3 separate regions of the Sus scrofa genome follow, and all the other regions are linked to region 1. A link is a contact called in public Hi-C data. All regions are on one chromosome and are shown on one strand. The core of a region is the stretch at or near the end of the contact, and the rest is flanking DNA. Distances in the headings are between cores, read along the strand shown.

Region 1 (4,875 bases), core at 1,711-4,210:
TCGGATTCGTTAACCACTGAGCCATGACGGGAACTCCCAGGACTTTGACATTTATTCTGAGTGAGATGGGAGCCACTGGAGGATTTTGAGCAGAGGAGGAAGATGATCCGACAGGTTTTAAGGTATCCTTCTGGCTTCCATGGCTGTCATGTAAGAAGACTGTAAAAGGGCCAGGTAGCAGGGAGACCAGCTAGGAGGCTGTTGCAATAGTTCAGGTGAGAAATGAGAATGCTTTTGATTAAATTGGTAGCAGTAGGTAGTAAGAAGTGGTCAGATTCTGGATATGCCTGAAGGAAGAGCTAGCAAGATTTGTTAATGGATTGGATATAAAATGTGTGTGTGTGTGTGTGTGTGTGTGTGTGTGTGTGTGTGTGAGAGAGAGAGAGAGAGAGAGAGAGAGAGAGAGAAAGAGAAAGAGATCAAAGATGATTCCAGGAGTTCCCGTCGTGGCGAAGTGGTTAACGAATCCGACTAGGAACCATGAGGTTGCGGGTTCGGTCCCTGCCCTTGCTCAGCGGGTTAACGATCCGGCGTTGCCATGAGCTGTGGTGTAGGTTGCAGACGTGGCTCGGATCCCACGTTGCTGTGGCTCTGGCGTAGGCCAGTGGCTACAGCTCCGATTGGACCCCTAGCCTGGGAACCTCCATATGCCATGGGTGCGGCCCAAAGAAATAGCAAAAAAAAAAGACAAAAAAAAAAAAAGATGATTCCAAAGTGTTTAACTTGAATGGAGTGGCCGTTTACTGAGGTGAGGAAAACAGTTTATGTAAAGTGCTTAGCATAGATACGGGCATGAAATAAGTGCTCAGTAAATATTAGCTATTCTTTCTATTGATGATTTTGGTTTCCTGGGCTGTCTAAATGCAGTCACCCAAGGCTTTGCAAATGTTGTGCATACCTGGCAATAACATCATAGGCATCATGCCTAAGTATGTACTGTGACAGACAGAATCTTTAATGAGCAATACCACCCTGTAAGATGTATGAAAGTCCTTTGGGAAAGAAAACATTTGTTGAGTTTTTAACATATTACAGGCATTGGATATTTTTCACTTAATCCTGTCTCTACCACTGAATTATACATTTCATGAGAGAGCTTCTAGTTCTTGGATACTACTGTATACACCTGGCACACAGTAGCCACCATCATTAATATTTATTAAATGAACCATCATTATTATTATGGATAGCGGTTGAGTAACTTCTCCAGGTGGAGATATTCTTAATAAATTATTATTTGTTGGATAAAGGGATGAATAAGTGCATACTATATTCCCATTAAGAGAGGAGGAACAACTGGGGGCAGACCAGATTTGGACTCAGGATTTCCTGATCCTCGAGCTTGGACCATTTCCATAGCTACATTGTGGGGCCTCACAGCCTCTTTGGCTGTGTTCGAGGATGCCTAGGGATTTGACTATTCTAATTACACCATAACATGCAAAAACCCAGGCTACTCAGAGAATGAAAGACCAGATTGTGAAGCTTTAGTAATATGATCCCAATTTTTGTTTTTGTGAAACCGGAGAACCTCAAAGCATTCATTTTATCTAACTTGCTCAAGGTCATACAGGCTGTAAGGGAAAGAAACAAAACGTGAACCCAGTCTTCCAGTGCCAGAGTCCCTGTCTAATACTCTATATAGGGATTCTTAATCTGGGGCACAGGACTCTTAGAGGGGCCGTGGATGTACTTTCTAGTGCCTTCTTCTCCCAACACTGTGTGCTTAAACTCTGTGTTCTTAGAAGGAAAAGGATTCATAGCTTTCATCATAATCTTAAAAGAGCCTGTGGTCAAAAAGTTTACCTTCAGAGTTCCCGTTGTGGCACAGCAGAAACAAATCCAACTAGTAACCATGAGATGGAGGGTTCCACCCCTGGCCTCACTCAGTTGGTTAAGGATCGGGCGTCAATGTGAGCTGCGGTGCAGGTCGCAGCCGAGACTCAGATCCTGCATTGCTGTGGCTGTGGTGTAGGCTGGCAGTTGTAGCTCTGATTTGACCCCTAGCCTGGGAACCTCCATATACTGCGGTTTCGGCCCTAAAAAGCAAGCAAACAAACAAAGAAAAAGATGATCTTCACTTTATCTTATGTATCTATTTAAAATCTTTATTTGTAAAACTGCTTTTAAATGAGTAGAAGGAAGAAAAAAGAGTGGGAAAGAATTGTAGAGATCAGCTATAACAGATGACAATTTTTTCTTCCCGTTGCTATTTGTTCATTCACACACTCATTCATTCATTCAACAAACTTGTGTTGAGCACATGCTACTGGCTAGACAGGATTCCTGAGTCTGCGAATGCTGCAACGGCAAAATCTTTGTCCTCCCTAATAGAATATAAAATCTGTGATGCCGACAAAATAAAGATATGACAATTATTTTGTCCAAGTGCCCCGAAAAAAACAGGGCAGAGTCAGAGAGGATGGGGAGGAGGGGAAATGGAATTGGTTTTTTTTGGCTGCTCCGTGGCATTTGGAGTTCCCAGGCCAGAGATCAGATCCGAGCGGCAGCTGTGACCTAAGCCGCAGCTGTGGCAACGCCGGATCCTTAACCCACAATGCTCTGCCAGGGATCGAACCTGTCTCCCAGCGCTCCCAAGACGCCGCTGATCCCATTGTTCCACAGAGGGAATTCTGGAAATGGCATTTTAGATAGGGTGATTTGTGCTAGGAATCTCCAGTTACTGTGCACGGATTTCATTGAAGGGAGCGATCTAGGATGCCAGAGTGTGCCCAGCAAAGCTTTCTTTTGCTCTTGACCTCACCCGTGTGCTGATGGTGGGGAGAAACCAGATACTCTCAGGAGTACAGACTACATGCTCCCTCGAACCCCGCGGCTGGCTGCTTTCGGACAAGGACTCTGGGCTCGGAGGACAGTGCGCAGGCTCTTTGGGACTAGGCACCGCCCAATAGGAACTTCCTTTTGAGGTTGTGGTCCCGCCCCCCAGCCCTTCTTTCTGCTTCCGCTTCCGGCGCCGAAGTGATCTAGGTCGAAAATGGCGGCAGCTGCTGGGTCCAGGGTGTCTGGGCTGCTACGTCGTTCCCAGCTGCAGCTGAGGCGGCCTATGTCGAGTAGTGCCCATGGCGAGGAGGGCTCAGGTACTGGTACTGGGGTCGCGGAGCGGGCCTCAGCCCCACTCGAGCGAAGAGCGGCGGGTCTATGACCTTGGCTTGAGGCCTTGAGGGAGGGAGGTGAGACTCAGGGCGGGTCCCCTCCAGGCCTGAGTGGTCGTGCCCCCTTTGCAGCTCGCATGTGGAAGACCCTCACCTATTTCGTGGCACTCCCCGGGGTGGGAGTGAGCATGCTGAACGTCTTCCTGAAGTCGCACCACGCAGAGGAGGAGAGACCCGAGTTCGTCCCCTACCCCCATCTTCGCATCAGGTCCAAGGTACCCCTTGCAGTCTCTTCACCTCTTATTCCAAAGCCCTTAGGCCTAGTTCTTCATTCTCTAAAAGCGTGGGTGTTGGGCGTGTAGAGTTTCTCATTTAATCCTCTCAAACACATTGTCGTTTATTATTATTTTTTTCAAACAGAATTTTCTCCAGTTTTACAGAAGGATAACTTGAGACTGGGGGGGCGGGGGTTCACGGCTCAGTTTTCTTCAAGGTCATACGGTAGATGCCCTTCGGTTTTCCTTTTTCCGAGTCATCCCACCCTTTGCCTTCTGATACTGTTCTGAAACAACTGTCCGTTGTGCAAAACTTGGAGGTTTGGGAAACTCCCTTAGACTGGCAACGTCAGAAGGGGGTTCATTTCTTTTTTTTGTTTTGTTTTGTTTTGTTTGTCTTTTTGCCATCTCTTGAACCGCTCCTGCGGCATATGGAGGTTCCCGGGCTAGGGGTCTAATCGGAGGTGTAGCCGCCAGCCTACGCCAGAGCCACAGCAACGCAGGATCCGAGCCGCGTCTGCGACCTACACCACAGCTCACGGCAACGCCTGAACCTTGACCCACTGAGCAAGGGCAGGGATCGAACCCGCAACCTCATGGTTCCTAGTCGGATTCGTTAACCACTGCGCCACAACGGGAACTCCCCGGGTTCATTTCTCTAAGACCTGGGCATCTGACATTTACTAGCTGTATAAGGAAGAGACTGAGCTTCTGTTCCTCTCCTTTACGCTAGTTATCATCCCAACTGTTTCATCTTTTGGCTGTCAATGTAGGTGTAATAATGTATTTTACATTACTTGCTGTATTTTTAACAAGAGCACTGTCTTTGAGCACCACTCCCACTCTTGTACAATAGACTTAGAAGCCATACAGCAAGGTTTCTTAACCTCAGTGTTATTGACATTTGGTACCAGATAATTCTTTTGGGGGCAAGGGGCTCTGCTGTGAGTTACAGGATGTTTAACAGCATCCTTGATCTCCATCCACTAGGTGCCAATGGTATCCCCCACCACCTCCAGTCTCCCGGAGATACTGGCCTGTGTCTCCAGAGGGGCAAAATCATTCCAGATTGGAAACCTCTGCCCTAGAGCAATGCTTTTCAAAAGTAGCATGCAAAATAACAGGGTAGTTTGCAGTTTCCAATCCAGAGATTGGTTTCAAGTCCAGAAATCCTCATTCAAGTGAACATCTCCTCCCCTATACCCACCTCTACCATTCTGATACAGGTGATGGAATGATTGCATTTTCAGAAACACAGCGCTGATGTACAGTTATCAGAGGCTTATGAGTAGTGAACTTGAGCTTGCTTTTCCCTACTATTTTGTGGGCTCCCTGGAATTTATAAGAGCTCCCTTAAGTTACTGGAGGACTGAACTATGCCAGTAGTTAAAGAACTAATTTCCATTTTGTTTTTGTGTATTATCTGTTGCTTTCCTTATTTTAAGTAGTTCATGGCAGTGCTGGTTCTAAACTTTTCTGGAATTGCC
Region 2 (4,875 bases), core at 1,781-4,280, 59 kb before region 1:
TCCTCCTGGGTGCACCCCAGGGGCTGGAATGGGATTTCTCAGAAGGCAAGGCCCTTGAGAGAAAAACAACCAGGCAGTGCAGACATGGTGGTCCAAATGCTCACAGGTTCAGGGGCAAGGGGGCTGGGGGCCGGGCTCAGCCCATGGGTGGGGCGAGGGGGCAGTGGCAGGAGGAGACTGCCCTGGGCTGTGGAGTCAGCCTGACACAGGGGTGGCCTGGCCTAAGCTCCGGTTACCAGGGACAAGGTAAGCCCAGGCGGCGGACTCCGGCTGGGCTGGGCAGACACCAGGCGGGGGCGGGGGCGGAGGCTCAGTTGCAGGGGGAGGAGAGGTCTGCTCCTCTGCTCCTCTCGGGTGTCTGCAATTCGGCAAGTTTCTAGCACAGGAAACAGCGGGACAAAAGCCTTCTGTAAGGCCAGGCCGGGGAGAGGATGCAGATCCTCGGGGATAGGATGTCAGAAGGCAAGATGAAAGGGCAGCTGTGACCTGCAGCCCCCTGGCTGACCACAGGCCCCCAGACTGGCCCAGGAAGGGGGAGGGGGCCACACTCACCTCGGTGCCGGTTGGTGGTTTTGTCAAACATCAGCATGGCATCGTCCACCTGAAACAGAGCTGCCGTGGAGGACTCACCAGACACGAGGGGTGAACCACCACAGCCCAGAGCAAGGGCTCCTACACCCACTGCCAACTTGTCTAGTCCAGGCTTTATCTTAAACCTGCGTGCTAGGTAGGGGATAACTTTCCATTTGCAACCCTGGGTGCCACAGAGGCACCCTCATTCAATCACTAGAGTCTCAATGGACTGGCCTGCAAAGAGTAAGCGCCAAGTATACGCCTGGTACTTTGCCCCTCTCCTCCACATTCTTTGCATAATAAGATCCTGATTTTGTAGATAAAGAAATGGGTTCAGAGAGGTGAAGCCACCTGTCCAAGGTCACACAGCAAATCCCAGACCAAGCCTGAGATGAGAAGGCACAGAGTGGGTGCTAGAGGAGAAAATACGAGAGCTGCATATGAGATGGGGAAGTGAAAGCCTCTTTCCTTTTTCCAAAAGGCCAGGAGGACAGCAGCCACTCCAGCCAGACCCAACTCCCCTCTCCTGGTACGGATCTTTTCCTCTAATTGAGGTTTCCTCTTGCTAGAGGCTGTAATTAAAGCAAGTAGAGTTCTGTGCCTGGGCTGCTTGCCTCCCACTGACTGGGGGAGGGGAAAGGGGAGGAGCAAGTGGGAGGGTCTATATTATTCCCCCATCCCTTGGACCCCAGTCTTCTCTTCTTGCTACTCCCTCAGGGTATCCTCTTGGATACTAGGACTGCCAGAGGCCTTTGCCTCCCTCTGCAGTCCCATCTCCTTCCCTTTGCCTACATCTGCTGCTTTCTCCTTGCCCTCTTAATTCTTCAGCCAATGTCAGCTGTCTCATGGGGTTAAGCTAAGGTCTGATTCATCCTCAGTGGAAATCAAGGGCTGGCTCTGATACTGCCTACCATCCCCCCATCCCACTCCAGATGCTGACCTCCCCCAAATGGTCAGACACCCAAGGGATGAAGGAAAACTTCCTTAGGCCTTGGGGCCAAGCCTCTTCCCCACTCTCCTTTGCTCTCTTTCCAGGCCCAGCATCTGCCTTGTCAAAGTGGTAAGGGCAGCGCCTGAACAGGGTGGTCCTCCAGCTAGCTCTTCTTAGGCACTAAGCTGCACCAGGCCCCCCACAACTTCCCCCTGGGAGGACCATAACCCCCACTAAGCCAGGAGGCAGCTGGGTCCCTAAAGAATCTTAGAGCTAAATGACATCTCTCTTCCCAAGGAGGCTCCTGACCCGGGGCCCTGTAGCGCAGTATCACCCTCACTCCCATCCTTATGGACTGATTCTGAGTCCCAATCCCAAACTGATTAGGCTGTCCAAACTGGATGGACACTTCATGCTTAGCACATGGAAAAGAGAAACCTGGAAAGGGAGGGTTGTGATAAAAGCATAGGCTTTGAGAGTAGGACAGGCCAGAATTGGAAAATAAACTCGGGCAAGTGACTTATGTCTGCATGATTCAAGTTCTTCATCTGTAAAATGGGCATAACTATGTCTTATAGGGAGAAGTTAAATGAGATAGTGCCTTGTAACACTTGGGATACAGTAAGTACTTAATAAGTAACAGTTATTATTATGATTAATAGTAGTACCTTTATTATAGAGGCACTTGCCCACAGTCACATGGGGGAGGGTGGCAAAGCTAGAGAGAAAACGGCCCAACACCGCTGGCTTTGAAGGTTCCATGAAGACAGTGCCTGTGTCAGTTATGACCAGGACCATCCTATTGGGCACCTCCACTTGTGTGCAATGATTACTCTTTGAATGAATGAATAGACGAACCAGCCATACCCTCCTCCTCTGATCCTGCAGCCTTGAGTTTCTGGTGGACCCATAACACATTCAGCCCAAATCCACAGCCTTTCCTCCACCCAACCTTGCAACTCCCCCCAGCCTGGCCCCACACACCCTTCAACCTGGGCCTTGGCTGGGCGAACTCCGAGTAGGGCAGTGAGGTTGAGGCCAGGGCACAGAGCAAAGAAAGTGGCTGGGGGTCCAGGGGACCCCCACCGGCCTACCCTCCCGGGGCCAGCGGAGGGGAGGGAAGCTCCCAGCCCAGTGTCCTTAATAGGCTTTGGTCTCCATGGGAACCCAGGGGCAGGGGGGATCGGGAAGGGGGAGGGGAGGTGGCCGAGGCCTGCTGACCAGTGGGAGCCGCCAAGTTCGGCGGCCGCTAAGCCTGAGTGGCAGCCATGGCGGCTGACCATTGTTCCCCCCTCGGCGGCGGCCCCTCGATCCGGGCGGGGGGCCCCCTGCCGCGGGGCCCTTGGCATTCCCGGCTGTCCCCCTCGCTCCCTGGCAGCCTATTCTCCGGCTCCCCCTGGCCTCCCCGGGCCGGTTTCACATGCCAACGCCGATTTAGGCCCGAACAAAAGACGCGGCCGCTGACGGCTTCTCCTGGGGCCCGGTTGCCATGGCAACGCCGGCCCCGGGGGCAGGCGGCCTCCAATCACAGCTGCTGGATCAGATTAGTGCGAGCTCTAATGCTCCGCGCTCAGACACAAAGACACCCCACCGGAGCCTAGCGGCCTGCTGCTTCCCAGGAGCGCCCTTCCCTCTGGGGCCCAGGCCGCCGACCTGCCCTCCGTCCTGTACGCGGGTCCCCGCAGAGGCGCCTGAGCCTAGGCCTCTGGTCCCCACATCACCAGCATCAGCTGGCCAGGGGATACCCTGCTCTCTCCTCTTCTACCCTAGGGACAGAGGGCTGGAGACCCACCCAGTCCCCAGCTCCCATCCCATTCCCATGCCACGTTCTCATGTGCCCTTTGCCTAACAGGGAACTAAAAGAGCCTTGATGGGAAAGTGAGACTCAGCCCTGCAGCCTGTCGCTCATCAGAAAAGACCAGGGACCCCAGCATTAAGCACAGTAGCCCTACTTCACCCCAAGACTTAAAACTTGGCCCCCTTTGCCATCTCCCTATGGGAGCTTGAAGTTCAAATTGCTCACATTTCTGGGGACATCCTTTTGTCTGATGTCACCACATTGACTTCGTGGACTAAATGGCTCCAGAAATTTAAGCTCTCCATGCACCTCAGAGCTGAGAGCCAATCCTCTGGAACTGACCAGGAATTTGGGGTGGTCTCTTCAGCCCCTTCCCAATAGCTAAGAGATCAGCATACACTGCCGCCCCCCCGCCCCCCACTCCCACTTGTGCCAGCAGGGTCCTGAGTACAACCAGGAGTCATATTTATTGCCTCCTTATCATCCTCACCAGGAAGGAGTGGGGGAAGGTACAACCGCCCGTGGACTGGACAGGTGCAAACTCCCAGGAGGCTAAGAGGTGACTGGATTGAACTGGCTTCGGGAGCACAGCCTCCCTCAGGAGAATGAAGATAAGCAGGAGAAGGGCAACAACAGGGACAGCTACTGTGTGGCTTCTCTCCCTGGGGATGCATCCAGAGTCTGAGGCCCACAGATAGGCCAGGAGCCTGCATGGTGGGTTGGCCTGGTCTTACCCACAAAAGGACCCTGCCCCCTTTTCAACTCTTGCAGGCATTGGAATGGCCTGGCTGGACTCTGCTCACTACTGACCAAAATTCTACAGGGCTTTCGTACCCCCAGCCGGCACCCCCAGTTTTGACCCACCTTCCCAAACTGCTCAAAATATTGCTTCACGTCCTCCACTGTGGTGTTTACTGATAGGCCCCCAACAAAGATCTTCTTCGTTCGAGTCACCATCTGTTAGGGGAGGGAATGAGAAAGTGGGCATCTGAGTCCTGTGGCCTACCGCCACCAGCAGGGGCTCCAGCCCTCCTGCCAGGGCGCCAGCTGACAAGCTCTCTGTGGCCCCAGCTACTTGGATGCCCCCAGCTCTCCCTCAGACCCCCACCTCTAGGCCTGTCACAGGCAGCTGTGCACCCCACACCCTGGCTGGCTCGCTCCCTGAGGTCTGTGTCAGGAAGGGGGTGGCTTAGTGACCTATAGCCTACCTCAAAGACCCCACCAGCCACTCCTGGGAGAGACCGAAGGCCCATTCCAGAGTCCCCCTGAACTCAACACCGACATTTTCCTCATCAGCCTCCTCCCAACCCAACCTCTGGCAGCCTCGTGGTTCCAGCCCTGTTTTAGGAAGAACACATGGTCCTAATTACCCCAGGAGCGCATGGCTAATCCACAGCAATTCCCAGCCCCATCCTAACACTAAAGCACCTTCTGTCACCAAACTGCTTAATGGAATTAACCCAATTCCGACCATGTGCTCCCTGGTGCGGCTTCCTTCGAATACCTGCTCCATAATTGCTTTCAGGCCCTCTGCTGGACCCTTCCAGTGATGCCCTTTTCCTGTCTCCTAAAA
Region 3 (4,875 bases), core at 1,282-3,781, 47 kb after region 1:
AGAGTAACTGAAGGGTGGTGTTAGAAGGTGAGTAGAGGAGTTCCCGTCGTGGCGCAGTGGTTAAAGAATCCGACTAGGAACCATGAGGTTGCGGGTTCGATCCCTGCCCTTGCTCAGTGGGTTAACGATCCGGCGTTGCCGTGAGCTGTGGTGAAGGTTGCAGACGCGGCTCGGATCCCGCGTTGCTGTGGCTCTGGCGTAGGCCGGCGGCTACAGCGCTCAGCGCTCCGATTCGACCCCTAGCCTGGGAACCTCCATATGCCGCAGGAGCGGCCCAAGAAATAGCAACAACAAAAAGACAAAAGACAAAAAAAAAAAAAAAAAAAAAAAGAAGGTGAGTAGAGATGGTTCTTTAGGAAAGGAGGCATTTGAGCTCAAATCTAAATGAGCAGATGTTATGCCAAGAGGGAGGTGGGAGGATAGGGGTCCCAGTCACAGCTGCTATGAGGAATAACTGACTGAATGAGAAGCACTTGGCCGTAAGCAACCACTCAGTACACAGCTGCCGTTCTTATGACCTCATCCCCTTTAAATACTCTCAGCTCCTATTCAAACAAGGAGAAGCTGGCCAAGCCATAGATCAGAGGGATTTTATATTTTTCCATATATATATATATATATATATATATATATATATATACATGAAAAGTAAAGGCCTGTCTGGCATCACATCAGATTCCATAGCTCTGAACCATACGCACAAGTCAGGTAGGAGCACTAACCCAGCCATCCAACTTCTTCCTCAGGAGTGACGCATAGAACTACTTTCAACTTCTTCTTCAGGAGTGACCCATCCTTTAACTCCTCAAATCCATAATTCCACTACTGGAAACCTGAAATTGGGAAGAGCCTCTTAATTTGATTTTACTGATATGCATAAATTGTACCTGAGTTTCTGTTATTCCCATCTGTGTGCCTCTGATCAAATTGTAAGTCTCTGGGTTAATGAGACTGAGTGGTCAAGTAGAAACAGGCAAAAATGTAAACAAAGCTTCTGATTGCGTTATTAAATTGATAACTTGTTTACGGAAGTTCTAAAACACATTAAAGGTGGAATTCTCTTTGTGAACCCAACTAGTATCCATGAGGATGTGGGTTTGATCCCTGGCCTTGCTTGGTAGGTTAAAGATCTGGCGATGTGGTGAGCTGTGGTGTGTGTTGCAGACTTGGCTCGGATCCCAAGTTGCTGTGGCTGTTGTGTAGGCTGGCAGCTGTAGCTCCAATTTGACCCCTAGCCCGGGAACTTCCATGTGCCGCAGGTGAAGCCCTAAAAAGCAAGAAAACCAAAAGAACAAAAAGCAAACGACCCCCTCCCCCCCATTTTAGGCATTTAAGTGTTGGTTGTTGAAAACCTTGCCCTTGCCGTAACTGTTCCATAAGCTGACAGTTACTGGTGAGATTCTTCCAACCCTTACTATGTGCCCCAAGTAGTGCTAAGAATTTCAAATGCATTAGTTTATTTAATATTCTCAACAAGCATATTAAGTGGTTTCCTTTTATATTTAGTCCCCCTTTTCCGATTAGAAAACTGAGGTTCAAACAGCTAGTAAATGACTGACCCTGCTCCCCAATCCCCCCTTGCTTTTTCTAACCACTTAAGCAGTTAGTCTTCCTAAACTAGAGAAAATACCTCTGAGGGATGCCTTTCTATCCACTTTGGCCCCAGAGATAAATCTCCACCAAGAAACTCCCACAGGAAAGATGGCCTCATCTGAGCAAGATGCCCCACCCTTGACACACACACTCAGGATTAACACTTCCAAATCCATTGGGAAGGTCCTCCATCCCCTTAAAAGGAAGTTAGCATTGCCCAGCAGGGAGGCCCCACTCTTGCGGATAATCTCTTAATTCACAAGGAAACCCTCTCTCATTCTTCAGGACTTCCAAACCACAACCCCCCACTGCCGCCATGTTTCAGAGTAAGTCTGGCTGGCCCAATGCAATATGAAAATGTGGCGTCCCTTTTTAAGACAAATTAATAAGAATTTCAAGAATGAGATCACAGAGCATAAAACCAAACCCCGAGGCTCCTCTTCTGCGACTGCACTGGTCACTTCCCCACGAAGCCGGCCCTGCCTCCCCTCACAGATACCTTTTCAATGAAGGGAATCGCTACCTCAGAATCGGAAAATCCTTTTGACGTGGGGTGGAGGTAGGGAGGAATGTAGGATACCCAACTTCCCAAGACTATCCTTATTGGAGAACACACCCTGGGACAACCTCTGTAAATTGAGAATCACTTCTCTTGGTTTGGGAGGACAACCCCTTCGACTACCCTAGCCGCTGGGTGGTCCTCGCTACTCAGCCACTGCACCACCTTAGGGGTGTTTGGGCCCGCACCGCGTGTGGCCCATTGCCGGGGCAACGGACGCCGAGAGCGGTGCATTGTGGTCTGCAACAAAATGCAGGAGAAAGATCCTGAGGGAACCATTCAGTCCCTGGGCCAATGGGAGAGTCTTAGGGGCTGAGTCAAGCCAATAGGGGCGTTCGGCGGGGGGCGGGGCCGGCGGGAACAGGGCGGGGCTTAGGCACTAGGCGGCGGCGGCTGGAGTGGGGCTGCTTAGATGCGCCACGGCTTCGGTAGCGACCGCCTCTCCCGACGGGTCTGATCCTCCGCAGCCCCTCCCCCAGGAGACCGTTGCAGTCGGCCAGCCGCTGCTACTTGGTAAGGCTCGGGAGGGGGTACTCCGCTACCTGGCTTCGTCCCCCGCAGGGCTTCTTCGGTCCGCGCGGCCGGCGCTTCCTGAGAGGCGGGGTGGGGGGCGTCGTCCCGGGGTGGCGTGGGGCGGGCAGAGCGGGCCTGGGAAGCAGGCGCTTTGCAGACGCAGCCGACACCTCAATTCCTTACCCTTTGCCCGGGCCTTGCCCCCCAGGTAACCATGTGTGACCGAAAGGCCGTGATCAAAAATGCCGATATGTCGGAGGAGATGCAACAGGATTCGGTGGAGTGTGCTACTCAGGCACTGGAGAAATATAATATAGAGAAGGACATTGCGGCCCATATCAAGAAGGTGAGGACAGAGCGCGGGCTGGGGGCTCGGGGAGTTTACGCACAGCTGGGGAGAGTAACAATCTAGTTCCATCTCCTTGATCCTGCGACCCAGCACGCTGCAGAGATCCTGGGGGCACACAAGGCAGCGCGGGTATAGAGGTTTCTAGAAAAGGATGCACATGATTTTTGCGCTTCTCCTGAATATTAGACCCTGAGCGCCCGAAGTTTTTTTATTACCCAGCTCCGCGGGTAAAGCGCCACCTAGCAACGGTTTCTAGGATCAGGGAGCAGCGGCTCTCCTTTCTCCGTGATTGCTGCGCGGAGGATCCATCTGGGTGTTTGGGAGGGGGGAGCTGCGTGGGTGTTTCCAGCAGGACCGGAGGGAGATCTTGCCAACCTCCAGTGGGGAGTCAGTCGGCAGTTGAGGGGAAAGTGGGTGGTAGTGATGGTGGGGGATTGGTAAATGGCAGTCTGTAGAAAGCTGGCAGGCCTGCCAACTTCTCGAGCTCTGTTTTCTAGAAGGGAAGGAAGCTGGCAGCCTAAGCCGTGGGAGGGTTCCAGTGGGGAATGAGACGATGAAAGACTTCAGATGGAACAGAAATAAATATCTTTTGACAAAGGCAGGCATGCATTGGTCTAGTTTATAAGAATGTTTTTCCCCTTAATCTAAAAGATGTCCCTGCTGAAGTACAAGAGTAGCCAAATTTTGCCTAACTCACCAGAGACTTGTAAGACTTTCATAGAGAAAGATTAGTTTTGGCCTCTGCCTAGGGTAACCAAGTGAAAAATTAACACTCGAGGGTGGGCTCTGGAAAATTTGTGGCTGCAATTTGCTATATTTGAGAACCAGGTAGTAGATTAGCACCATCAGTATAGATGGAAGCAGAAGGGCTATTGACATTAAAAATAAAATTTGCTCAGTTGGCTGTCAGGTTCTTCATCATTCTTTATAGGGACAGTGGAGAGCCAAGTGTCTTGTCCACTTAAAATTTTAACCCACAGCGGATTAGATGCTAATTGAGGCTTTGTTGTTTAGAAGTCTTTTCACATGATCCTGGAATGAGTTACAGGGCAGTATTTTGCGCTAAATATTATTTTCTTGGACCTGGGGGTGCATGTCATACAGTAGGATAGTTATGTTAAGACACAAAAACATAAACTAGAACTGTTGATGTCACCTGCTGTTAATGAATAAGAATATTCTAGAAGTTAATGATGGTGTAATTACCACAATAACAAAGCACTATTTTTGAGGCTGTCCTTTCTGACTTTTACCTCCCCAACCCCTGTTGTTCCCAGCTCAGATCAGATTGCAAGTATGTTTGCATTAATGCACTATGTAGGCGATAAAAAGCTGGGGAACATTCTTTCATTCTAAGAATGTGCAGATGCTGACGTTCCTCTTTTCTGCCCCTACAGGCTTTGCTTATCTAGGAGGCAAACTCTGACCTCTGGTTTAGCGCTAAAATTCTAGTGTTCTCTTTTTCTTTTCTCCCTCCCCCCAGGAGTTTGACAAGAAGTACAACCCCACTTGGCACTGCATTGTGGGGAGGAACTTCGGTAGTTACGTGACACATGAAACCAAACACTTCATCTACTTCTACCTGGGCCAGGTGGCCATTCTCCTGTTCAAATCTGGTTAAGAGCATGGACTATGCCACACACCCAGTGATCCATCCAAAAATAAGGACTGCAGCCTAAATTCCAAATACCAGAGACTGAAATCTTCAGCCTTGCCTAAGGGAACACCTCGAATCTTTGAACCTTTATTGTGTTGCTTTGTACAGGGCCTTCTCTGTGCTAACTTGTTGTGGTTATAAAGCAATTAGCAAAACAGCTTACATTTGTATTTATTTTCTATTCCATACCTCTCTGCCCCATGT

Evidence for each region. A called contact is a pair of places that touch in the nucleus more often than the background predicts.
Region 2: a Hi-C map of epiblast stem cells shows a contact between it and region 1, with 1.6 times the contacts expected there. The contact joins the enhancer-like site here to the promoter of COX6A1 in region 1. A contact is called at or near these places in 2 of 5 promoter capture datasets (fetal skeletal muscle and liver), 29 of 47 Hi-C or Micro-C datasets (alveolar macrophages, blood, brain and 15 more) and 2 of 2 datasets of contacts at active chromatin or transcription factors (alveolar macrophages and skeletal muscle).
Region 3: a contact with region 1 is called in a Hi-C map of liver, with 2.6 times the contacts expected there. The contact joins the promoter of DYNLL1 here to the promoter of COX6A1 in region 1. A contact is called at or near these places in 7 of 47 Hi-C or Micro-C datasets (embryonic fibroblasts, fibroblasts, heart right ventricle and 2 more) and 2 of 2 datasets of contacts at active chromatin or transcription factors (alveolar macrophages and skeletal muscle).

The regions. Positions count from the first base shown.
Region 1 is chr14:40,405,640-40,410,514 of Sscrofa11.1, forward strand. COX6A1 (cytochrome c oxidase subunit VIa polypeptide 1) reads left to right here and starts at 2,961. Exons shown (of 3, transcript NM_001190221.1): 1 at 2,961-3,098; 2 at 3,246-3,388. The coding sequence starts at 2,996.
Region 2 is chr14:40,346,866-40,351,740 of Sscrofa11.1, forward strand. It overlaps MSI1 (musashi RNA binding protein 1), which reads right to left. Exons shown (of 14, transcript NM_001315570.1): 6 at 4,167-4,259; 7 at 553-601. Among named protein-coding and RNA genes, the nearest start is that of MSI1, 7.4 kb to the right of the region's middle. Within about 2 kb of position 3,031, at least 24 of the 83 cell types and tissues checked have an H3K27ac peak or open chromatin away from gene starts, as enhancers often do. A contact at or near this core is called in brain, epiblast stem cells and undifferentiated spermatogonia, where this site is marked.
Region 3 is chr14:40,453,423-40,458,297 of Sscrofa11.1, forward strand. DYNLL1 (dynein light chain LC8-type 1) reads left to right here and starts at 2,532. Exons shown (of 3, transcript NM_001195114.2): 1 at 2,532-2,665; 2 at 2,874-3,011; 3 at 4,498-4,875. The coding sequence starts at 2,880. The coding sequence ends at 4,635.